Regions from separate parts of the Oncorhynchus mykiss genome. Here region 2 is linked to region 1. Evidence: chromatin contacts called from public Hi-C data. All regions are on one chromosome and are shown on one strand. Each heading gives the region's core, a stretch centred on a gene start, on an enhancer-like site or on the middle of the called end of the contact. The rest is flanking DNA. Distances are from core to core; before and after follow the strand shown. Region 1 holds the start of tomm20b (mitochondrial import receptor subunit TOM20 homolog). Region 2 holds the start of strn (striatin).

Region 1 (5,487 bases), core at 2,227-4,726:
AGCTCTACAACAAAATGATAATCCTAGAGCTAACTCAGAATATAGAGGTAATTCTAAAATGCTAAATAGCCTGAAAGCTAACTCTTGGTCCGGGAGCTAACTCAGCTAACTTTTGGAGATGAAATGGTAGCCAACTCTCACTGGCCAGAACTCTGTTGCACTCATATCCGTCCAGAGATTGCACTCACCCACAAGGGTGGAGGGAAAGGGAAGGAAACTGTCTGGAGCTGTAGCCAGCCTCCACCGCGGGCGCTTACTTTCCTCTTACTGACCCCAGAGGGAGGGAGTGGTGATTCAACATGGAGGACTAGTTGGAGCACTGCAGAGAGGGAGACATGGTTCACTTACAGCCGCCGATTAAACCTCCACCGCCAATGCCGATGCCAAGAGCTGAATAGAAAGCTAGCTAACGGGGTCCTGGGGCGCAACACCATGCTAACACAAGCGGTCGTCTTTACCTCTCGCTCTCCCTTCCCTCTCTCTCTCACTTTCCATTCCTTTTCAGTCAGCACTCTCTCCTCCATTCAGACAACCTAAACAGAAAAGTATCTCTCTTTCTCCACTTGGCTTAGAGAGTTGGCAAGCCTGCCATCCTCTCTCCCTCTTCCCTCCATTCCTGGTTCCACTACGTGTTGCTCCCTTGAAAACACATCTAATGACATAGCCTTTGGAATGGGGAGAGCACAGGGTTCATGGAAAATACAGGGTAGGCCTGCCATTTCCAGTTTTATGGGACGTTCCTGGGCCGGGATTCAAAACGTTCTGTATTTTATTCCAATAGTAAGAGAGGGGGATTTTTTTTCAGTTCCTGTCTCCTGGCCTGTCTCTCTTCTGCTGGATCCAGGGCTGCCAAGACAAACAGAAAAACAGCTGCAGCCAGGGTAAAAATAATTACTTTTCTGTTTGTCCCTGCAAGCTTTCCTTCACTGGAGCCCTTGTGCAAATCTCCACTCAAAAACACTTGCTTGGTGTGTGTGTGTGTGTGTGTGTGTGTGTGTGTGTGTGTGTGTGTGTGTGTGTGTGTGTGTGTGTGTGTGTGTGTGTGTGTGTGTGTGTGTGTCTGCATGTGAGCGTGCATGTGAAGCATCAGTGGGAAAGACCTGTGGTCGTGTTTGCATATCTGCCTTATTCAGCTGCTCTGAAATTACCGCTTTTTAAAAATGTTTGAACAGCTCTCTCTTTCCTTTGCCCTCTCAACATCCCCCCCTCTCTATCTTATCTCTCTCCACCGCTTTAGGGAATACCAACAGTGTTGCCATGGTTACCTCTCTGGTCCAAAACCATGGCAACGGAGGAGTAAGTGCACCATTCCAAGGAAGATGACAGTGCAGAGGAAGATAATTACTTTTGCACTTACAGACGCAAGTCGCCGTGCCAGGTTTTGCAGTAAATGTGCCGAGTCAACATGGCTGCGAACGTCATATAGCGACGAGCTCACCGTGCAGCATCATGCACACTGATTGGATTATGAGCCCAAGCATGCTAATTGCCTAGCCTTTATGGAGCACGCTTAATTATTTGAATACTGCTATGTGCACAGCCAATAAAGGTATACAGTGTGGCTCGTATACTGCACAATAAGCAACTGCAGGGTGTCTCCTGTCTTATTGCCAACCTTAGCACACCCAGGAGAACAGTACAAGTTATTCCCATATAAGTGGTTTTAAGAGAGATGTGTAGGAATCAGTCAGTAAAGCATCCCCATTGGTCGGTTCTCTTTGTAAACTCTGAAGTCTTACATAATTATACTATCTGATTGAAAGATAGTTTTGCAACAACCATTAAATGTACAACATCCCTAAACAGTCTCTGATGTGTGTGTCAATGTCTTCTATCCAAACCTCCAACCCACATCGACATCAGATCTGTCTGAGTCTCAGCTATTGACAAGAGTTCTTGTTTTCTAGGGAATTGCTACAGACATGTATAATGTGGCCTGGGATGACAGCATGGATTAGGAGACCTCCGAACACACACGCACATGGATCACATACAGTAGGGCTTCCAAAGTAGCTTCCAGGAACGATTGAGTAATGGTAATAATAACCCACCGCCGCGAGAAGACGAGCCTCTGGCTGAGCCGCCTCACGTCATGCCCGGGCACCAGCGGCGCTAGATGTCCCTGAGGGGAAAATTCTTCGCCAACCCCCAGGCAGCTGCATGCCAGGTGCAAGCTGCTAAGCCGCTGGCAAGAGAGATGACAGGGCAGACGGATATTCCACCTACCATGTAAACTGTCCACAGACAAGTGTAGACACGTACGCACAACCACATACATGCCAGTGGAGGCTGCTGAGGGGAGGACGGCTCACTTTATTCTGGTCATTATTATGAGTCTCCTCCACAGCCTCCACTGATACATACATAAACATAAACACACACACACACACACACACACACACACACGGAAGTATGAAGAAGTACACATGCAATGCATGCGCACATACACACACACATAGATACATAAATAAGGGAATGAAGGTATACACACACTTGTTCAAACACACACTTGTACAAACACACATGCACACACACAACCACACACCCACAGCTTAACTGGAAACCCCCCCCAAAAGCACACACACCCTTCCAAAATCCTGTCAACCGGCGACGTGTGGTCAATGACGTCAATCTCTAAGGTTCAGTTATCCCTTTAATAAACTGTAACCACAACAACCGGCCACAGAAATTGTGCAAGGGTGCAGAACGGCTCGATTGCCATTTAAAGGCAAAGGTACATGTAATACCAGACACAGTATGGTGATGATGTAATCCATGCAAGGATGTGCATGCCTGATGGTTGTATTAATGCAGGTCTGAGCATGTGCCCTCAGAAGCCTAATAGTAAAGGTGGTATATTTTTGCAGCAGTCTGGATTTGCACATGTAATGCAGCTGACCATCTGTTCTGTTGAGCAGCACTTCTAGGGATTTGCTATCATCTGGGAGATGAGAAGTGCCAACTAAGGCCAGACAGGCATATGAGCAACTGCCATAATTTTTCGTAAATGAATTGGTCATAGTGAAAGCAAAATTGTACATGTTTTCTTACTTGTCTAGATGATTGTGTCACTCACCATTGTAGCCTAATGTTCAATATTTCACTTGGCCATTGTTTGCTGCTGTGTGGTCTACCCCAGACAGTCAAAATACCTAGAGTTGTAGTTAAATTGTTTCTATTTGTGTTACTCTGGGGAAAATACTGTTAAATTGTATCATATGTGATCATTAGCCTGCTGCTTCTTTTTTTAATGAACTGCTACTGCCACCTTGTGGCACTTACATTTCAATGCGACCGACTGCTACTTACATTGATTTGAAGAAATCCTAACACATGTATTTTTTCCCATCTGAGTTCAACAACATCCAACACTTTATATGCACTCAAAATGCATACGTTATCGGAGATATAATGTGATTGGGAATTAACGTTTTATTATTTTTAATCAGGCGGTCAATGCGGACACCCTAGCTGTCAAATTAGTCAGTGGTCCTACTGGTCCTTTTTGCTGGGAACTTGCGCCTGTGTGAGGTCATGTACCGTCTCTGATATAAGCCAAAATTGAAATATTATCTTTGTTAACACAGAAATATCAACCATTTCGGAAGTGATGATGGGCGGTAAATCGAGCACGATAGCCGCCGGTGTTTGCGGGGCTCTGTTCGTCGGCTACTGCATCTACTTCGACAGGAAAAGACGGAGTGACCCCAACTTCAAGAACAGGCTGCGAGAACGTGAGTGTTGTCTGCGTCCTGTACACCCCACTCAGGTCTATGTTTGGGAGACCTGAGGTGCAACAAAATGCCCGAGCCAGGCCGAACTCGTTTAACTATTCCCAATTAGCGAAGTATAGAAGCTTGAATGGTAACGTTAATGGTTTGTGCAATAGATCTGATTCATTCATTCATTGTCACCGCACTGCTAACACCAAAAACCCTGCACTTAACTAGCCAGTGCTGACGTTAGCTCCTAGCAGAGGAACGCCCAACTCTGTTCTCTTAGAGGAGTTGAGCGTTTCTCAGATAACTAGCTTCATGTATTAATGTACTTCCTACTCACAAGCGTTCTGTTAGTTGAATTCAGACATGGAAAGCTGCACCTACCCTGATTCATTCATTGGTAGTGTTTTGAACTGTTATGTAACCTAAACCAACCATTCTAGGCTACTAGCCATATCAGACAGAGCTTGCCAAGCAGGATTAAAAGCAACCTGGATATCCCTAATGTTAATCTATCCAGGCCTACCGCTCATTTAAGGCCGTGGGTTGTTGGTATGAAGAAGCTGACAATGCGCCTTAAGTGCATTAGACTGCGAACTTTAATGATGAGACTGCATAACTCATAAGGGGATCTAAAATAAATGAGTGGGAATGGCCACACCTCCACACACTACATCATGGCAGCTCTGCCTTGTCTTCTACCCAGAATCCCTTGCTCCAATAGAGCTATGAATTAGAATACAAATATGGATGCATGTCACAAATCCTATACATATCACATCCCCCCCCCAAAAAAAATAAAAAAATAAATCGCATTCCAGTCCCACATTAATTGGACTACAATTCTAGCTGGACTACAGTATGAAAGCTGGACTTTGGTTGTCAGCTGGCCACAATGCTTTATACACCTGCTTTATTGCAATTGAATGAGCCACGTTCCTCTGTTAGCCTTTTTGTCATTCACCTTCCACTGTGGTAGTTCATCACCCTATCAGGAAAAAAAGGGATTGTTTGGCTAGTTGTCACTTGCTACTTAGCAACTACACTTATCTCCTGATTCTGACCCGGGTAAACCACTTTATCAAGGGATATCAGAGGGAGGGGGGGGATTATATTGGAGCGTTGTTCAAGACTGAAGCTCTACTTCAGGGTGTCAATTTAGGATGTTCATGTGACTTCCTTATTGTTCCTAATCGTAGTCTTGCATTGTAGGATTGCCAGAGAAACTAAGATGTCTAAGTACAAACAGGAACAATCCCCCAAAGCTATTTATATTAACAGTGATTGTGTTACCTCTGCCCCAGGGAGGAGAAATCAGGCGGCTGCAAAACAAGGGACAGGACTGTCGAAGGTGAGTAAAATTCCCTCAAGGTAATATTTAAATTCTTCCTCAATGAACACATGTCTAAAGAAGCAATGTCTAGTACACGTCAGATGATACCATGTGGGAAATATTCTCCAGTGAAATAAATAAGACGATCTTCACTGGTATGTATTGGGACACCGCAAGGTGATGGCTGGGTAGGACTGTTTTGAGACTGGAATTAGTGCATGGACAAAACCTTTTTGTCTGTACAGTGGTACCAAATTTTAGTCAACACAACTGTATAGCTCCCCAATAGAAACTGACCGACTTGACTACTCTTCCCTTAAGGCCCATATACTGGACTCGCACGAGAATGGCTTGTTCGCCACAGAACTATTGTTTTTCCAATGGAAAAACCCAGCAAGTGCAAACCCAGTGCAAACCCAGCAAGAACTGCTGTGC
Region 2 (5,487 bases), core at 813-3,312, 180 kb before region 1:
GCTGATTAAACAACATGATCATTAAACAGGTGCACCTTGTGCTGGGGACAATGAAAGGCCAGTCTAAAAAATGTGAAGTTTTGTCACAACACAATGCCACAGATGTCTCAAGTTGAGGGAGCATGCAATTGGCATGCTGGCTGCAGGAAATGTCCACCAGAGCTGTTGCCAGAGAATTGAACATTCATTTCTCTACCCATGTTGTATAAGAGAATTTGGCAGTACGTCCGACAGGTCTCACAACCGCAGACCACAACAGATGCCCCATGGTGTTGGTGGGGTTATGGTATTAGCAGGCATAAACTACAGACAACAAACACAATTGCATTTTATCAATGGTGTGACGAGGCCCATTATTGTGCCATTCATCCGCCGCCAACACCTTGTGTTTTAGCAGGATAATGCACGGCACCATTTCGCAAGGATCTGTATACAATTCCTTGAATCTGAAAATGTCCCAGTTCTTCCATAGCCTGCACACTCACCATGTCACCCATTTTGAGCATGTTTGGGATGCTCTGGATCGACATGTACGACAGCGTGGTTCAGTTCCCGCCAATATTCATAAACTTCGCACAGCCACTGAAGAGGAGTGGGACAACATTCCACTGGCCACAATCAACAGCCTGATCAACCCCATGCAAGTAGATCTATTGCGCTGCAAGTGGCGGTCACACCAGTTACTGACACCCCTACTTTTTTTAAAGGTATGTGTATTCCCGGTCTTGTGAAATCCATAGATTTATTTATTTCAATTGACTGGATTACTTACATTGTGTAGACCTTGAGTGAGTTGTAGCTCCCAAATATATAAAATATAAATATATATTTGGGAACTACAACTCACTCAAGGCCTACACAATATGCTAATAGCCTTACCTCTGATAGATTTAAGACAAGTCGTAAGGCACAAAAACTAATGTCACTGCCTACTGAGTGTATGAGTCAACTGTGCTGTTCATAAGGATAACTGTCAATTATTCAACAGACTTAAACTGGACATGCCATTGCACTTCACAGGTGAACTCAGCTTTCAATAACATGAAGTGTGTGTGTAGGCCTAATGAGTTGCTTGTTCAATACACTTGTGCTTGACATTTCGACAACCAATATTATTGAGAATGGGATGTAGATCTTTGGACTGCATCGTGCAATGTTTCTTTGCATTCCAAGACGTATGTATTCATCGAGGACAGACAGGTCATTGGGTCTGCCTGACCACATTTGGATAGCCTTATATCATTTAAAAACAATGGTAGTGAATAATTTGCACACAGAAGGCTACACTTGGAAATTAAAAGTTGTGTACGGTACAATACAGGCAAGGTCCCCCGTTTTGTGTTATGCCCTAGCACTACACAACTGATTTACATTTAATCAAAGCTTGATGTGTTGGTTATTTGAATAAGCTGTGTTGTGGTAGAAACCAAAACGTGCACACAGTGGGGGCCCTGGGCCGAGTTTGGGAAACCCTGTGCTATAGTGACTAATGTCATCCGACCAAGACTACTCTAGTAGCTACGTAGCTCGAGCAGTTCACGCCACAAAAGACCGTAGCGCGCGAGTAGGCTTCCTGACACAAATGTCAATCTTCCTAGAGCGGACTCAGCACCGTAAACCCCCACCAAAAATAAGCGGGACATTTTGACGTGGTTTACCTGCAATTCGGCTCGCTCCACCTCCCATTGCGCTCTATCCACCTCGAAGCGGGCCCATTCGTGTTGCAGAAAGTGCAATATCCCCGGAATGTTGTAATGAGCCCTGGCCGCCTCTCCGCCACCGACGTCGCCAGGCTGATGCGGTCCTTTGCCAGCGCCAGGCAAACCAGAGTTGTTGTTGTTGTTGTTAAAGAACACGCCGGGCCCTGCCTGTTCGTCCATGCCCAGGCCAGGTGTGTGGATTCGGTTCGCGCAAACTGGCACGACCGTGCTCAGACGAATGGGTTTTCCTTTAGCCGCCCCTGTGATATGAAAGGAAATAGCTAACTATAGCTCTCTCTACTGGGCAGGCACACTCACTTCTGAGCAGCCAGTTGTCAATTGGTGACGTTCACACTGAACTCCCACCCACATCCAGAGTTTTCTTTACCCATTGGTCGATTTCAACGATTCACACTGGAATAAGCCAATCGAAAATATATGCGCGTGGTGTTGACAACTGCCGTATCCTACGCATAATGGAATTTGAAGTTCAAAGAAGATTAGAGCTGCATTTTTCACACTAAAATGCGCCTGTTCTCTTTTGCTGTCTTTTTCTTTAGTTGTTTGTATCTGAAATTGGAAAGGTCATAATGTATGCTACAGAAGTGTATCTGTGGTAGCCATATTCCATATATTATAGCACATTCCATTCATTTATCGATGCATTCCATAGAGCCATTCATCCAGTTGTTTACATAGCACACACACACACGCCTATCACCCACGACCCCCTGACTGAAGTTCATGCCCTTTGAAATCCAAGAAAATACATGAAACTAAATGTTGCCTACACATGATAGGGCGTACTTTAGTGTGAGAATATTATAAGGCCTCTATGTATGATTTGTGTGTAAGATATTTGAATTACCAAATTACCTCTATATAATGTTTAGTAATTCAAAATGTATTGTTTTTTTTCAAACATATATTACATTAAACATTACATTCAGGTATTTCATTAGATCTTAAGCATTTGGATTGGTTTTACACACTTCCGACTCATTAATGAACGGTCAATTCATTAGCCATATGATGCGTGCTGACACAACCCCATGGTAATCATGTGATACGTCACTGCAACCACACTATTTAATTTCAGTTCGCGGATCAGCGTGGTCAAATCTTATAGTCTAGATCAGACAGCAGGAATTGAAGAGAGGAGTCACTTGCCCACATGATGCCGCCATTTGAGAAACCACAGCACCCCAAGTCCTTCAAGCAGAGAAAAAGCTTTGGTGATTAATTTTATGTAATAATTTGCATGTGTTAGGCTATGCAGTGCTTTATAATCTCAACCACGTTTTCCATCCCAAACAGCCACGAGAAAACAGGAGGTCGCGGGGATCCGAACGAAGTTTCCAACTAAAATCCCGGTAAATTCGCTTATTTCTAAAACGTTATTCTACCCTGAAGTTCCATTGAATTTGCACCTTCTAAAAGTGATCTTTCCAACCATACACAGGTTATAATTGAACGGTATCAACGGGAGAAGTACTTGCCGCCTCTTGATAAAACGAAATTCCTGGTCCCACAAGAACTTTCCATGACTCAGTTTGTTACCATTATAAGGTGTGTCTCGTTGTGTTTTGCTGTGAATGTTTAATTTGTTAAGCGTGGATTATCATGACTGAAATTGACCTAAATCATCATGTTTTTGGTTGGGAGAACTCGTGCGTAATTTCAAACTTGGTAATCACCTGATCTGAATCGGCCACGAGTGCCGCGCGACTGTCACTTTTCTTAAATGAATCATAATGACTTGCGTTTGTGCGTGAATTTCTACATTTGATTAGACTTGTCAATACTTGCTGTACGTTCTCGTTTCAGAAATCGTATGTCTCTGATGCAGAGTCAAGCATTCTACCTGCTCATCAATAATAGCGGCCTGGCCAGCATGTCTCTTACCATGGCGCAAGTCTACAAGGACCACAAAGATGACGATGGATTTCTCTACATGACATATGCTTCTCAAGAAATGTTTGGTTATTGTGTTGAAATCCACGAAGAGTCAGTGCCAATTGCTGGGAATGTTTGAGAAGATCTAAATTGCAGGATTGGATAATGTGAGGCCTCAGCTTTTGGCAGGCCCAATAACTGAACTTCGTGTATAGATATGAAATGCAATTTATATATAAGGTTATTTAATATTACTCTGGAAATGTTTTTGTATTGTTTTTAAGGTAATAAATGTTTCAAACTTTATTGAGGATCATGCTCTGATTTACATGACTTTGGCCAGATTAATTTAAGCGGAAATGTGTAACCTTTTGGGCGATCAATCAAATTCGCAAAGAAATAGTTGTAGATTTGTCATTCTCGTTCAAAGCATGTCTAATAAGCGGTAGATCTGTTCTGTGTGCTATTCCTGAGTTGTTTTTTTCAACTTTTTTGTTTGTAAGCCAGCTTCAAACAGCTGAAGTTAAATGTTTGGTTATTAAAGTGAGTTCACAGCGGGTTAGATGGCACATTGAATTATTCTCTATTTGGTCAAACTAAAATTGGGCAAATTTAGCACTTCAAACGACGTTGCGCAGCGATATCCGCAACAAATATTGTCACTCAAATGCTCATTTTTAATTTAATTTCTCTGACGTGTGTAGACTTGGACATTGCCTTCAATAGGAACTCTGAGGCATCAGTTATAAAGGAAGGACCTGTTGACAGGTTGCACAAATCGACTCCTATACTACCTCAAGGTACTTGTACATATCTGATTGGTCGAAAGATCCGAATTGGGTTGCCAGTGTTAACGCAGAACTATTCATATTCAATCCAGTATGGGTCCCCTTTTGCCATATAGGGATCAGACCTCTATAGTACTATTTGAAATCTGTGCTTGACTAAACTTGTTTTGCTTAATGAACCAATAGAGGGTTTGGGGACTATTCTACCTGCCAATCCAGGCAGGCTAGATGACACATTTGAACCAAGGTCTGAAGATTGAAGTGTCAGGACTGCATTCAAAGGGGAACTTCCCAACTAGGAACAATCCTCCTGAAATTGTCTGTTTCACTATCTTAAATCGGTATGGTTTTTGATTTGGGATCTTTTAAGGCTGAAGTTCTTGTTTTTAATAGTCTGCATAATGTACTGGTAAAATAACCATTCCAACTTCTAGAAAACAATTTTGGTAGTGTATCTTAACCTAGCATTTGACTGGACTGATGTATTTCAAACAGGAATACTTGGTGTTCATGTTCATTGTGGAGTGGACCCTGTAGCACCTTCACTGACTTACTGAGGTCCTATTGATCTTAGGGGACCACTTTGTCAGGAACATAAAATGCCTTGATGTCACTTCCTGGATGTAATCAAGCCAAAGCGCAATTAGACCATGCATCATCCTAATTTAATTTGTGTGCTTTTAGTCTTGGGCCTACAAATAGGATGACTGGGGCCCAATGTAGACTGACTCCGTGACAATGGGGCCGTATGGCAATGAAGTATGAGCAATACTACTGAAGCACAAAGTTTCAAAATCAATGTGAGGTTAATATGACTCAGAGGTCCTATTGAGATGTGTAGAATGCATAGGGTATTAAAATTGTCAATCCACTTTCTATCATGTGGAATAAAATGAGGAATCCCAGATTATGCACAAGTCTGTATGCAGTGCCTAAGGCTGCATTTACTTAGGCATCCAAATTCTGATATTTTGTCCTATTGGCAAAATAACTAATGATTGGTCAAAATACCAGTTTGTGGGAAAAGATCAGAGTTGGGCTGCCTGTGTAATCTCAACCTAATTGTTGCAACTTGACTGGACATGTTCCTTGACAGGGCAGGG

What was found. A called contact is a pair of places that touch in the nucleus more often than the background predicts.
Region 2: a Hi-C map of liver shows a contact between it and region 1, with 9 times the contacts expected there. The contact joins the promoter of strn here to the promoter of tomm20b in region 1. A contact is called at or near these places in 2 of 3 Hi-C or Micro-C datasets (blood and liver).

What each region holds. Positions count from the first base shown.
Region 1 is chr17:32,664,545-32,670,031 of USDA_OmykA_1.1, reverse strand. It overlaps tomm20b (mitochondrial import receptor subunit TOM20 homolog), which reads left to right and starts at 3,476. Exons shown (of 5, transcript XM_021568206.2): 1 at 3,476-3,734; 2 at 5,024-5,070. The coding sequence starts at 3,611. It overlaps LOC118940397 (a long non-coding RNA gene), which reads left to right. Exons shown (of 3, transcript XR_005036957.1): 1 at 1-706; 2 at 806-881; 3 at 1,238-1,803.
Region 2 is chr17:32,842,795-32,848,281 of USDA_OmykA_1.1, reverse strand. It overlaps strn (striatin), which reads right to left and starts at 2,062. Exons shown (of 17, transcript XM_021568212.2): 1 at 1,659-2,062. The coding sequence starts at 1,880. map1lc3c (microtubule-associated proteins 1A/1B light chain 3C) reads left to right here and starts at 2,778. Exons shown (of 4, transcript XM_021568208.2): 1 at 2,778-2,935; 2 at 3,018-3,073; 3 at 3,163-3,269; 4 at 3,528-4,153. The coding sequence starts at 2,875. The coding sequence ends at 3,735.